2 separate regions of the Oryctolagus cuniculus genome follow, and region 2 is linked to region 1. The links are chromatin contacts, called in public Micro-C maps. All regions are on one chromosome and are shown on one strand. Each heading gives the region's core, a stretch centred on a gene start, on an enhancer-like site or on the middle of the called end of the contact. The rest is flanking DNA. Distances are from core to core; before and after follow the strand shown.

Region 1 (5,893 bases), core at 2,883-5,382:
AAAGGAAAGAAAAACTTACTGTGAAAATGCTTAGCAGGGAAGATTTACTGCTGATTGCAGATTTAGTATTGACATGTCTTAGCTGAGGAAAACTTGAGCTTTAACTATTAATGTGGAAATCTGGATCAGCTTTTATATTGGGGCGAAAGAGTTTTGGATGATGGAGTGCATTCTCAGAGAAGTTATTTATTTAGGCCATAATTTTTAATAAGAAAGGGTCAATTATAGAAATATAAAAAACCCAGTAGAGTGCACATCTTAATGTCACATGGCCTGCCTTGGAAATAGAATCAGGGAATGTAGGTGATCTGAATTATACTTAATCAGCTTTTAACCAGACTCCCTGCAATTAACACTTGTGTATACCCACTTCTCCTGATTTATTATGAAAAGGGGACTGAAGATGGGAATCTGAGTCTAAATGAAAGGCTCTCTTAAAGCGTTATTTGTAGCTATGTCCTCACCCTACGCTTCTTTACCCCTTGAGTAGGTTAAATACAGAAGTCTGTATTTTTCTTGAATGTAGGTGTGTTGCTCTTACAAACCTGTCATGAAACATGAAAGGGAAAACAAACTAAAATTCCTTCTCTTTCCACCTGGGATAACTTGAGATTTTTAACAATATTACTTTTTCCTTAATTATATAAGGCAAAACCTGACACCCACTTAACGGTGGTTCTGCTCGCCTTGATGAACTCTTCTATATAAAATTAAAATGATCTTATCCTTATGTGCTTTGCACCCAGCCCATGCAACCCAAGAATCTCAGAATTCTGGAAAACAGGGCATGCCTTGCAGGGAACATCTTGTGAAGATTGTAATTTGACCTTTAAATCAACCTCAGCTTGGCTAAGCAAATTTTAAATATTATAGGAAAACAAAATAGACCGCCTCCAGGTGGAACTCCACCCCCTCTTTGCCTTAGAACTGAAAACCAGTCAGAAGCTATTTCAGAGATTAAGCTAGAAAATGTGTGCCTATCCTTAGCACTTTTGCTGAGAAATAAAATTCGTCACTGGAGATAAAGGTGGATTTATATTTAATGCCACCCCCATCCATCACTCAGTGTATTATTCCAGTTGAATCAGGTGTAACTAGAAACACTTGATTGCCCCTCCCCCTCCCACCCAGTGAAAGAGAGACTGTTTAGTATTGCAAACCTTTCCAACTCTGGAGTACACTTGGATGTGATGGCAATTAAGGGGGAAAAAAGCACTTTGACAACTTTGCAGCTTTTGATTAAACCACACCAAGAGGCATGTTTCAATGATAACAATGAAGCATTATGCCAATTATGTTAAATCCTGCTCTCCGCTTAAGCTCATCATGACCTGTTTCAGTGTCCTGTAATTTATCCTTTGGAATGCTTACTCTCATCAATACAGTGTTCAACTTAAAGACAGGAAAGAAGGAAAAAAAAAAAAAGCCACCAAAGGGAACTACTCCCCCTCCCCCGAAATGACTTCTAGCAAACAAGTATTTCTTAACTTTTTATTGACATTGGCAAATTAAAATAGAATAAATTAACAAGTATTTTTTCAAAAAAATGTTTTGTACAAAAATACTGTCAAAATTTCCTAAAAAGCTTTCAACACAGTAGTATCTTTTCATGTACTGAATATAACTATTAGCACAGTGTCAAAAATGTTGAAGACAGAAACAAAATAAAAATCTGTGAAATGTTTGCCACTGACGACATTCCACACCCTATTATTTTCTGTACATACAGGGGAGAGGGGACAGCCAACTTGAAAGTGAACAGTATGACTTTTCCTGATCCAGAACGGTTTGGCCCACATCTGTTTAATCTTCCAGTTTAGCATATTTTAAAAATTAGTCTGTACTCAAATGCATAGTTAAAAAAATGAAGCGAGATGGCAGAGTTTGTGCAGTAACATCTGCCCTTCAAAGTTCATGCAACCAACTAATGCAATTTTTCCTTTCACTCGAAATCTGAATGCATTTCAGTCATTTGAAACCATCTACAAAATCCACAAGATTAAGCAGTTTGCCAAGATTAATATCTAAACAGTTGAGCACTGGAGAAAGTGAAGAAATAAGGAGTAAAAACAAACAACGAAAAAGACCAAGTTAGCTAGGGATTTCAACTACATAAGGGAGGCTGAATGTCAAGGCTACAAAAACGAAACAAAAACAGAAAAAAAAAAGTGGCAGCAATTTTTTTTTTAAAAAACCAATTTGTACAAGTTTATAGTTTACTTTGTTTCCAGGTTCTCAAACCTTTCAAGATCTGAAAAGTGAGATACTGTGTCTAAGGGAATGGGGTTTTTTTTGTTTGTTTTTTTGTTTTGTTTTGCTTTTTTTTGTTTGTTTTCTTTTAATTCACACCGATAGTTGGGGGGTTGATTTCTTTCGCAGGGGTGTGTGTGGGGGTGGTGTCCCCCGCCCCCCCCCCCTCCCGCTCGAGTCAACAGCTTACTCTGCTGGGCTGCTGTTTGCACACGAAGTCCGTCATGAAATCAAACTCGTTCTGCCCCAGCCAGAGTTCGGGCAGCTCCTTGATGCGGTCCAAACCCATTTCTATCACTAAGGACATAAGCACTTCCTCGTCGATGAAATCAGTGTCTATGACATTGGGCGGCAGCATTGCCGCGGGGACGTGGGCCACGGAGGCGGGCATGTTGCTGCCGCCGCCGCCGCCGCCGCTGCTGCCGCCGCTGCCGCTGCCGCCCGCGCCGCCGCCCGAGGTGCCGCCCGAGCCGCCGGCGCTGCCGCTGCCGCCCGCGCCGCCCGCGCCCGCGCTGCCGCCGCTGTGCTTGGGGTTGCAATCTCGGAAGTGCTGGTTCGTCCCGTTCATCTGGTGGCCTGCAGCAGGGTGCAAGTCCGGCATGTAGTGGTTGTGCGGGTAGGGGTGATGGTTGAAATACTGGTTGTTGAGCTTCTGCAGCTGCATGCTGGCCGGCAGGGAGCCTCCCTGGCTGGCCACCGGGGGGCCCATGAACTGGGAGTTGTTAAACCTGGCCGCCGGGGCCAGCGCGCTCGGGGGGTGCCCTCCGTTCACAGTCCCTGGCCCCATGGCGTGCCTGATGCCGCTCGTGGCGTTCATGGTGCCCGCGCCGTAGTGTATGTGCTCGCCCATGAGGGCGTTGAAGGCGTGCTGGGGCTGCTGCTGCTGCTGGTGGTGATGGGGGCTCGGGAACTGCCCCATGCCCATGCGATGGGCAGGGTGGTGGTGCAGCCCGTTGGTGCCGTCGGGGAAGCGCCCGTGGTTCATGGCCATCATATGGTCTGCCATGTCCAGTCCTGAAAGGGAAAAGGGCCGGCGGGTGAGACCTGCGCCACACGTGTCGCCCACCACGGCGCGCCCCGCTTCGCCTGCGAGCCGCCGCCCCCGGGGCCCCCACGAGTAGCCGATCGGTGCACCCGGGCTCCGGCGCCCTCTGCGGACCTGCCACCCTCGGCAGAGCCCGGCGCTGCGCAAACGGCTCCTCCCGCTGCGGCCGGGCCGGGGGGCCCCCCGAGCCCCCACCGCCCTCTGCCCCCCGAAGTGGCCGAATAAAGGAAGTGCCCCGCAGCCCTGCCGCCAACTTCGGGCTCGAAAGCAGTCCTCGCCGTCCTGTTGTTGCACATCCTGTTGTTATTCCCCAGCTCCGCCTCGCGCTCTTCCTCCGGGCAAACCCTGCCCTCGGAGGCCGGCGCTGGCAGGAGCCCCAGCCCGCTCCGCCCGCCGCGCTCACCTTCCGTCTCTGCGATTTCTGCTCCGAACACCGAGGGCGGGATCGCGCGGTCCAGGACCGGCTCAGCAGCACATAGAGGGGAGCTCCCGGGCGTGCGGGGCGCTCGCTGCTCGCGGAGTGGGGCGCCGAGGTTCCGCCGCGGCCGCTGGGGCAGACTCGGAGCCGTTCCCTTTTATTTCCCCCTGCGCTGCCCTCACAGCTCGGCAGGACCGCCCGGCAGCTGCCAACAATGAGCTGTGTTTCTTCGGGCTTTGGCCACAGTTAATATAAGGGATTCAGGAAGGGCGGAGCGAGAGCCTCCGGGGGGCAGCGGGAAGACGCGGGCGCTGGATTCCCGGGCACCCTGGACCGGGTCCGGCCGCACGTGCGCAGAGGCTACCGGCCCAGGCGCCGCCCCGCCGGCCGGGGAGGGGAAAAAAAAAAAAAAAAAAAAGCCTCCCTAGCTCCCCGGCCCTAGTGGAGGCAGCGCCTCCTCGGAGAACACATCGCCCTTCTCGGGGCGGATCTGCCCATCCCCGGGCTTCCCACCCCGCTCACCGAAGCGACCCGGCCTATCCTGCACGGGAAGGGGGGCTCGCTCCGCGCCCCTGCTCTGCCCCCCGCCCTCCCCCAAGCGGCCCTTCTCCAAGGGTTCCCAAGAATGGCCGTGCTTCCCCGACTTGGCTTTTAAAGCCCCCGGCAGATAATGCCCTGTCCGAGCGCGCGCTTTCCCGGGCCGCGCCTTTCTGTTTTCAGAGAGGGCAGTTAGTTTTAATCTGCGTGTAGGTAAATCCCCCACCCCGACGACCCCCGCCTCCCCACCCCCCAACTCCTTTCAAGGGCGAGCGGCCCGCGGGCGGGGAGCCGCAGAGGCTGCAGGTGGAGCGAGCGCGCTCGCGGGCTTGGCAGTCCCAGCTCCCGCGCCGGGAGTCCGGGCCGCGCTTTGGAGCCTGCTCTCCGCTCCTGGGATACGTGTGCTTCTGCTAAGTTTGCGTTTGCAGCTCTTGGTAGCTTTGGCATCCGAGCTGAGGCGTCTCTGCTCTGTAAACAAACTCAGCGATCCTAGTCCCCAGATCCACCTTTTTGCACATACACAGTTCCTCGCTTCTGCTGTTGCCCTTGATCCGGGAGGTGGGGTGTTTGTGTGTGTGTGTGTGTGTGTGTGTGTGTGCAAACTCGCACAAGCTTCCCTCCGGGCTCTGCCTGACGGTTTAGGGTTGATTTAGGAGAAGACTGGTTTGTAATTAAGAAATTCGAGGGCCGAGTAAGACTGCTGTTGCTGGAAGAGGCAAACGAAGAGATACCACTACGGCCATGGCTTTGCACATCAAGTGGTTCTGGGGTGGACGCGTAGCGGCACGTCCCGTACGGCCCCCTGCGCGCGCACACCGCCGGCGCGCCTGCTTTCCCTCGGAATTGTGCAGTGGGGCAATAAGCGAGAATAACAACCCAGCTTCCAGAACGCGGCACCGCGCGCCCCATCGCCCACTGGGCTCGCTGACTTGCAAATAAAACCCCCGCGGCCGGTCGGGGCGCCTGCCCAGCCGCAGGCGCTCTCGCTTTCCCGACGGGGAGGACGAGCCGTCTCCCCGGCACCGGAGTGAGGCCGCTCCCAGCGCCGGTGCTGCTCTTTACGCTGTGAAATCGAGTTTAGCGCTCCGAATAAGGACTGGAGTACGAGTTGTTTCTCCACAAGTCAATAGCCATCGAAGACTTCCTGCTGCGAAAGCCAGCCCCCTCCCCCTCTCCTCGCCTCCCCTCCCTTCTCACTAGACTTTTTTAAGGCCCTATTTCTTGAGGTCTTGAAATTCGGAAACATTTCCCCGTTCAGGCATTTGTGAGACCCAGTCCTGATTATTTGCATCTATTAACTTCCTCTGTCTTTCTCTAGTCATTGAAAAAAAAAAGTTGTTACTTTCTGTCTTCCTCTTTTTCCTCTTCCAGGGTCCCCAGCGTTTATAACCGTGCATGCAAATATTTTTTAAAACTAAAAAAATATTTATTGTTTGGGGACAAGGACACAAGACTTGTTGTATCGCTAGTTGCAACACTCCTCATTTCGTTCCACCCTGCTCCCAACACCTTTACCTGTGGGTCATGAACATGCAGTAACAGAACCAGAGGCTTGGAACAGACCTAATGGTGCCACTTCCTATCACAAAATAGATTCCAAACTATTGGTCAAGCTCAGAAAAAAAAAATTGCTGGGCTGATTG
Region 2 (5,961 bases), core at 288-2,787, 210 kb before region 1:
CAAAAAGTTGTGGAAAATGGAGTTCAAGAGAGGTACTTTTGGTGTAAAAATCTTTTTTTTTAATTTATTTATTTACTTGAAAAGCCGAATTACAGAGAGGGAGAGACAGAGAAATCTTCCACCTGCTAATTCACTCCCTAAATGCCTGCAAGGAAGCCAGGAGTGCTGCTTTCCCAGGCACATTAGCAGGGACCTGCATCAGAAGTGGAGCAGCTGGGACCTTAACCTCGCCCATATGGGAGGCCAGCACCGCAGACAGTGGCTCTACCGGCTAAGCCACAGCACCGCCCTGGTATAAAAATCTTGAAATCCATACATAGCTTTTTTCCTCATACACATTTCCATGAACTTTTTCAAGACGCCTGCTATATATTACACTGGGGAATTAAAAGTTTCCTCATTTTTCTTCTAAAACGGCTCTTGAATGCTTCTCTGTGCTACTCTGGGCTCTGCTATGGCTGGCCACAGCTCGCCATCAGAATCCTCCCCAGCAGGTGCGCTCGGGCAGGGGACTCCACCCTGTACTGCTTTGTCTCACAGCTTTAGGGCACAGCCACAGAGCCTTGACTGGAGAACTGGGCTAATTAAAGCAGATTATACGATGGGGGGATGGGGGTGGGGGGAGGTATGGTAACACTGTCAGCTAAAAATAGTCTTTCCATCCTAGTTCATGGGAAAATGATATATCCAAGACGTACACGTAACTCCCCTGAGGGGCCCACGCCAGGTAACAGCTCTCATCTGTGGAAGTTTCTCTCGAGTGCGAGACAGACCAGACAGAAGCAATCACACACACACACAGCGGATGTAGAGATGGGGAGGAAATAACCAGCCTTCACCGCTCTTTCCGAAGGGTGTGTCTGTGCTAACCCGTAGGAAGTGCTCTAGGTATCTGAAGGTCGGGCAGGTGAAAGGGAAAATCCAAGAACTGCAGACTCTCCAGTGGTTCCCCGCTCTCAGCTCGCCGCTTCCTTCACTGGCGGCATCTCCCATCTTCTCCAACTCAGCACGGGATGCCTCAGTGTTACCCACATGGACTGGGGTTCTCCTAGGAAGGGCCTGCTTCGCCGGCGCAGGCAGCAAGGAGTCACAGCCCTGAACAGTGGGCCCTGTGGGGCATGGACCCATCCTCTTCAGACCCAGCCGGCTTCCATGTCGGGACCCTGCTGTTGACGCCCACTGTGTGCGAGCCCTTGAATGCATTACAATCCGAAATCCTTTGGTTTGCGGAGCCTGATCCAGCCACCTGCCTCTGTGGCCAGGCCATATTGTTCTAAGTCTCCATTAATGTCAAGGTCAGGAAGCCACCGCCTAAGTTCAGAGCCACGGTATCGGCCCTTTGGGCAGCCTCAGGAACTGCCCTGCGAGAAGACTCCCGGACCCCGCAAGCCCCGGCGCTGAGGGCGCCAAGATGACGTCACTCGAGGTGGGCCGGCTCCGCGTGGGGCGTGACGTCAGGCGGGCGCCCGGGCCGCCGTGAGGTCACCTGGTGGGCGCGGCCAGGCCGAAGCCCCAGTGTCGTCACGGGCGGCGGGCGGGCCCAGAGCGTGTCAGCGCAGCCGAATCAAAACAAGCCGGAGACCCGCCTTTTCCCTCCGCCTCGGGAGCGTCTCGCTCGCGCCCCGAGCCCGCGGCGCCTGCGAGGCTCGGGTGGCCGCCCGGCGGCCGGGATGGCGCGGCGCGGGCCGCGCGGCTAGACGGGGCAGCCTGAGGAGCCGCCGGCCCCCGCGCGCCTCCGGGCGCTGACGCGGGGCACCTGGACGCTAGCTCGCTCGCGAGATGCCCAACCCCAAAAACAGCAAAGGCGGCCGCAAAAACAAACGCGCCAACAGCAGCGGGGACGAGCAGGAAAATGGAGCCGGGGCCCTCGCGGTCGCGGGTGCGGCGGGCGCGGCGGCCGGGGGGCCCCTGGCGGCGGCGGCGGGCTGCGGGGCGGCGGCGGGAGCGCCGGGCACCGGAGGCGCGGCGGGCACCGGAGGCGCGGGCGCTGGCGCCGCGAACGCTGCGGCCGCCGCGGGCGCTGCAGCCGCGGGCGACGCCAAGAACGGTAAGCCGGGGCGGGCGCCAAGTTCCTCGCCGACTTGGCCCCGCGCGGTGGCGGGCCCCGGGGTGGCGCGGGCGATGCGTGGACAATGCGAGAGTCAGGAAGTACGCACCCCGCCCCTCCGCCCCGCCGCGGTCCCCACGCCTGACTGCGAGCCCTGGTCGGCGGCCCCGGCCCGGGGTCCGTAGGCTCCGAGGGGCGTCCGGGTGCCCGGCTGTGGGCAGCGCGGGCAGAGCCCTGGCCGGGGAAGGAAGGAAGGAAGGAAAGAGCTGCCCGAGTTGAGAAGAATGATCCTATTGAAAACTTGGGCTCCCGTGCATTCTCCCTGGCGCCCACCCCCACCCCTCCGCCTAATTCCCGGCAAATCCAGGCTCGCCGTCCTGAGGGCCACAGGTGGACAGGCCGGGAGCCATTTCTGCTGTAGGGCGTTCGTCTCTGTGACTTGTGTGGGGGGTGAGGGGATTGCTCTTGCTCGAGGAAGCCAGGGAATCTGAACTTGACTTCCGTCCCCAGCTTGGAGGTGAACACGATCGTTCCGTATAGAATACGGCTTGGCGTTTTTCGAAGGAAACCGAGTAATCGTAGGGAGTGCCGGAATCCGCCTTTCAGGGGAACACGTTGGGAATAGCCGACGTGGGGAGGGTTTGTGGTCGCAGTGCGGAGACTTGGTTTTCGTTGTGGGGTGCTGGGCGAACACTTCCACTGAGGCGGGCAGGTCTTTGAATTCCTCTGGTCGGGCACTTTTTCAGGAAAGAGAATGTAGGTATATTTTAATGACGGGAGATGAGGACCTTTATATCTGGATGTTAACGCACAGCTTTCAGCTTCTGGAGCCATTTTTTAATGTAGATCAGTCACTTTGAACGGGCACCTGCACTGGACAAGAACCCCACCGTGCTCAGAACACAGAGATTACATGGGGCTTATTAGTAGCAGAGCCCCAGGCCCCTTTGGTTGTATCTCTACGGTACTGAAATAGGAAGATTATTTGTGTTCAGGAGCAAACTTAGCCGCTTTGTGAATATCTGCTGAAACAGCTTTGGGACAGCCCGTGTTCTCTGCGATCTTTCTGCCCCCCCCCCCCCCCCCCCATAGCTGTAACCCTCACTTTGGTACAGATGTGACAGAGAGGAAGGTGCCCACACTCTGGTTAAGGCAGACTCCTGGCTCAACCTTTAAAGCTTTGGGAAGGTCAATCTTTGTGAGCCTTAATTTCCACATCTGTAAAACTGACAGGGAAAATGACACCGGCCGCTCCTAGGGCCGTGGAGGCGTGCCCAGTGCTCCTTGCCTGTCAGGTGCTCAGTGTGGGCTCTGGTAAGGTGACGACAGTTCAGTGAAGTTCCTCAAGAGCAGGTGATCAGTGAATGACAGCCGTTATTTAGTCACTCAAAAAACAGTAACCACTGCTAACACCATCATAACAGGTACTGAGTTACTAAGGGAAAGGAGTCAAGTCCAGCCTTTCCGGCCCTCATGGTGCTTACACTCCTGTTGGGGTGGTGGTTCTGGTTTACTTTGCTATTTTTTGCTTTAGATGGAAGCTTCCAGTTGGTTGTTTTCTTTTTTCTTCTTTATTTTCTGACCCACAAGAGGAGACCACTTTAAAGGAGCGTGAGGAAGTTTTTTCTTTGGCAGGTGGCACTTCCTAGTTCATGAACATTGTATGGTTCCCCTGTTGTTACTCTCCTCTGAGGGGGCAGACTCGGAAAATGTCCCAGTATTGTATAGATTTGTGTAAAGCTATGTGTTTCTGTATTGGAACGTGTTTTATTCAGTGAGTGGCAGGGGGAGAGAAATGGGCCGAACATTGCTGTCATCAGGGTCACAGAAAGTGCAGACGTGAGAATGTTGGTGGGCTGAATTTTATGATGCTGACTCTTGCTTCTCAAGTCTCGGTGAATGATTCACCTTAGTTTGAAAGCTCCTCATGGCAGCTCTGCAGTTGATCACTCAGCATGCCTCTGGCATGCACATCAGTGAATATGGAAATCATAAATGCTCTGTTACTGTTTTTTGGCTATTTAAAGCCATGCTTTATAACATAGGAGTGTGAGAAGGATGGCACTGGTGAATTTTTAAAGAAAGAGGCAGCAGGGGCCGGCACTGTGGCGTGCCGGGTTAGAGCCCTGGCCTGGAGCACCGGCATCCCATGTGGGCGCCAGTACTAGTCGCAGCTGTTCCTCTTCTGATCCAGCTCTCTGCTATGGCCTGGGAAAGCAGTAGAAGATGGCCCAAGCTGTTGGGCCCCTGCACCTGGAGGAAGCTCCTGGCTCCTGGCTTCAGATCAGCGCAGCTCCGGCCATTGCAGCCAGCTGGGGAGTGAACCAGCAGATGGAAGACCTCTCTGTGTGTATCTATCTCTCTCTGTAACTCTGTCTTTCAAATAAATAAAATAAATCTTTAAAAAAAAAAAAAAAGAGGCAGCAGACACATATAAGCTCTCAGAACCAAAGACCCAACTATTTTTGAATTTTAAAATGGCATCAATTCAACTATTTTTAGTATTTCTCAATTTTTTACTTAACAGTGGCAGTAGGTTTAGCAATTATGAATAGTACAAATATAATAGTTCCTCTTAGGAAGGAGTCAATATGCATTCTGTTAAACTTTTAAAATGGTTTGTTCTCATTGTTCAAGTCAGTTTCTGTCAGCATCTGCACACATACAAACTTAATGATTTAACTAAGTTAATAGCTTTTATTTGTAGTTGTTTAGAGTTTGGAGAATGGTTTTATACCTTGTAGGTCTTGGGCCATGTGGCCATTAGGGCAAGGTAATATTAGCTCTTAGTTGTTCATTGTTTGTCGGTAGGTATAAAGAGCCATACATAACTTTATAAAAGAAGATTGCTAGCTTTGGAGACCTGCGGTATGATTACAGTTGAAGAAGTTGAACTTGCATTTGTAAGTCTTGGATTGGTTGAGTAGTAATTGGAAGGGTTTTGCACCTTTAATGGGTTTATTAGATACTCATTCTTAGGTTTTATTTTATGAAGCTTTTTGCAGGAATGGGAGGCGTGAGGAAGTGCCATCCTCCTACATAGTAAACATCTGTCTGCGCATATTGTCACATTTTGGTTGTGGGTGGACGAGATTTGCCAATTATTATTTTTAGGATCTAGTAATCATGCAATAGATTATAATTATGTAGTTTCATTCGGGGATTCTGGTTTCATTAGGCCTCTGCTTTTCTCCTTTAGGTCTAAAAATATATGAAATCTTGGTTCTGGTGTCTAGTTTTCAGTGGGCCGGAATCTCAAATACTTTTGTAAATCTCTGTCTTGCGGAGGGCCATGGTTCGCGATGGCACTCATTCCTGACTGCTTCCAGGAGCCTTGGGCTGCAGAGCCTGCCCTAATAACTCTGTCTAGAGATGGAATTAGTTTACCTAGTGATTAACTTTATATTTGGTAGGCCTCTTCATCCAAATCCTGGCTCCTCTGATTACTTGCTTGTAAGGCTGCCACAAAACACACCGAACACTGGAGTTAAGTGGAAGGGTTATTGTAAGGTAGGGCAAGCTGGATGGGCTGGGGGGAGAGGCCAAGAGAGAGAGAGAGAGAGAGAGGAATCAGGAGGGAGAGAGGCCATGTGTGCTGGAAGCAGGTCCTGTTATATCTTTGCTGGGAGGAGGGGAAGTAGGAGCAGCGAATCCCATTAGGGTGGATGTGGAGCTGACACCTGTGGTTTGGCCAAGGGGCTTAGGATTGAAGCCCACTATACAAGGTGGTTACCAGGGCTCCGCCGGAGCCTAAGATGGCATCCGAGGCATAGATGGTGCTACCGATAAGACTGCACCATTTTACTAACATGGCTGAATGACCAAGGGCAAGTCATTTAACTTTTCAGAGCCATAGGCTTCATGTGTATGAGAAATAAGATTATAATTTTTACCCATATATATGTACTGAGACA

What was found. A called contact is a pair of places that touch in the nucleus more often than the background predicts.
Region 2: a Micro-C map of ear pinna shows a contact between it and region 1, with 3 times the contacts expected there. The contact joins the promoter of HECA here to the promoter of CITED2 in region 1. A contact is called at or near these places in 2 of 6 Hi-C or Micro-C datasets (ear pinna and embryonic fibroblasts).

The regions. Positions count from the first base shown.
Region 1 is chr5:29,482,684-29,488,576 of mOryCun1.1, reverse strand. CITED2 (Cbp/p300 interacting transactivator with Glu/Asp rich carboxy-terminal domain 2) reads right to left here and starts at 4,132. Exons shown (of 2, transcript XM_017345399.3): 1 at 3,699-4,132; 2 at 1,478-3,264. The coding sequence starts at 3,256. The coding sequence ends at 2,429.
Region 2 is chr5:29,694,735-29,700,695 of mOryCun1.1, reverse strand. It overlaps HECA (hdc homolog, cell cycle regulator), which reads left to right and starts at 1,537. Exons shown (of 4, transcript XM_070073498.1): 1 at 1,537-2,047. The coding sequence starts at 1,780.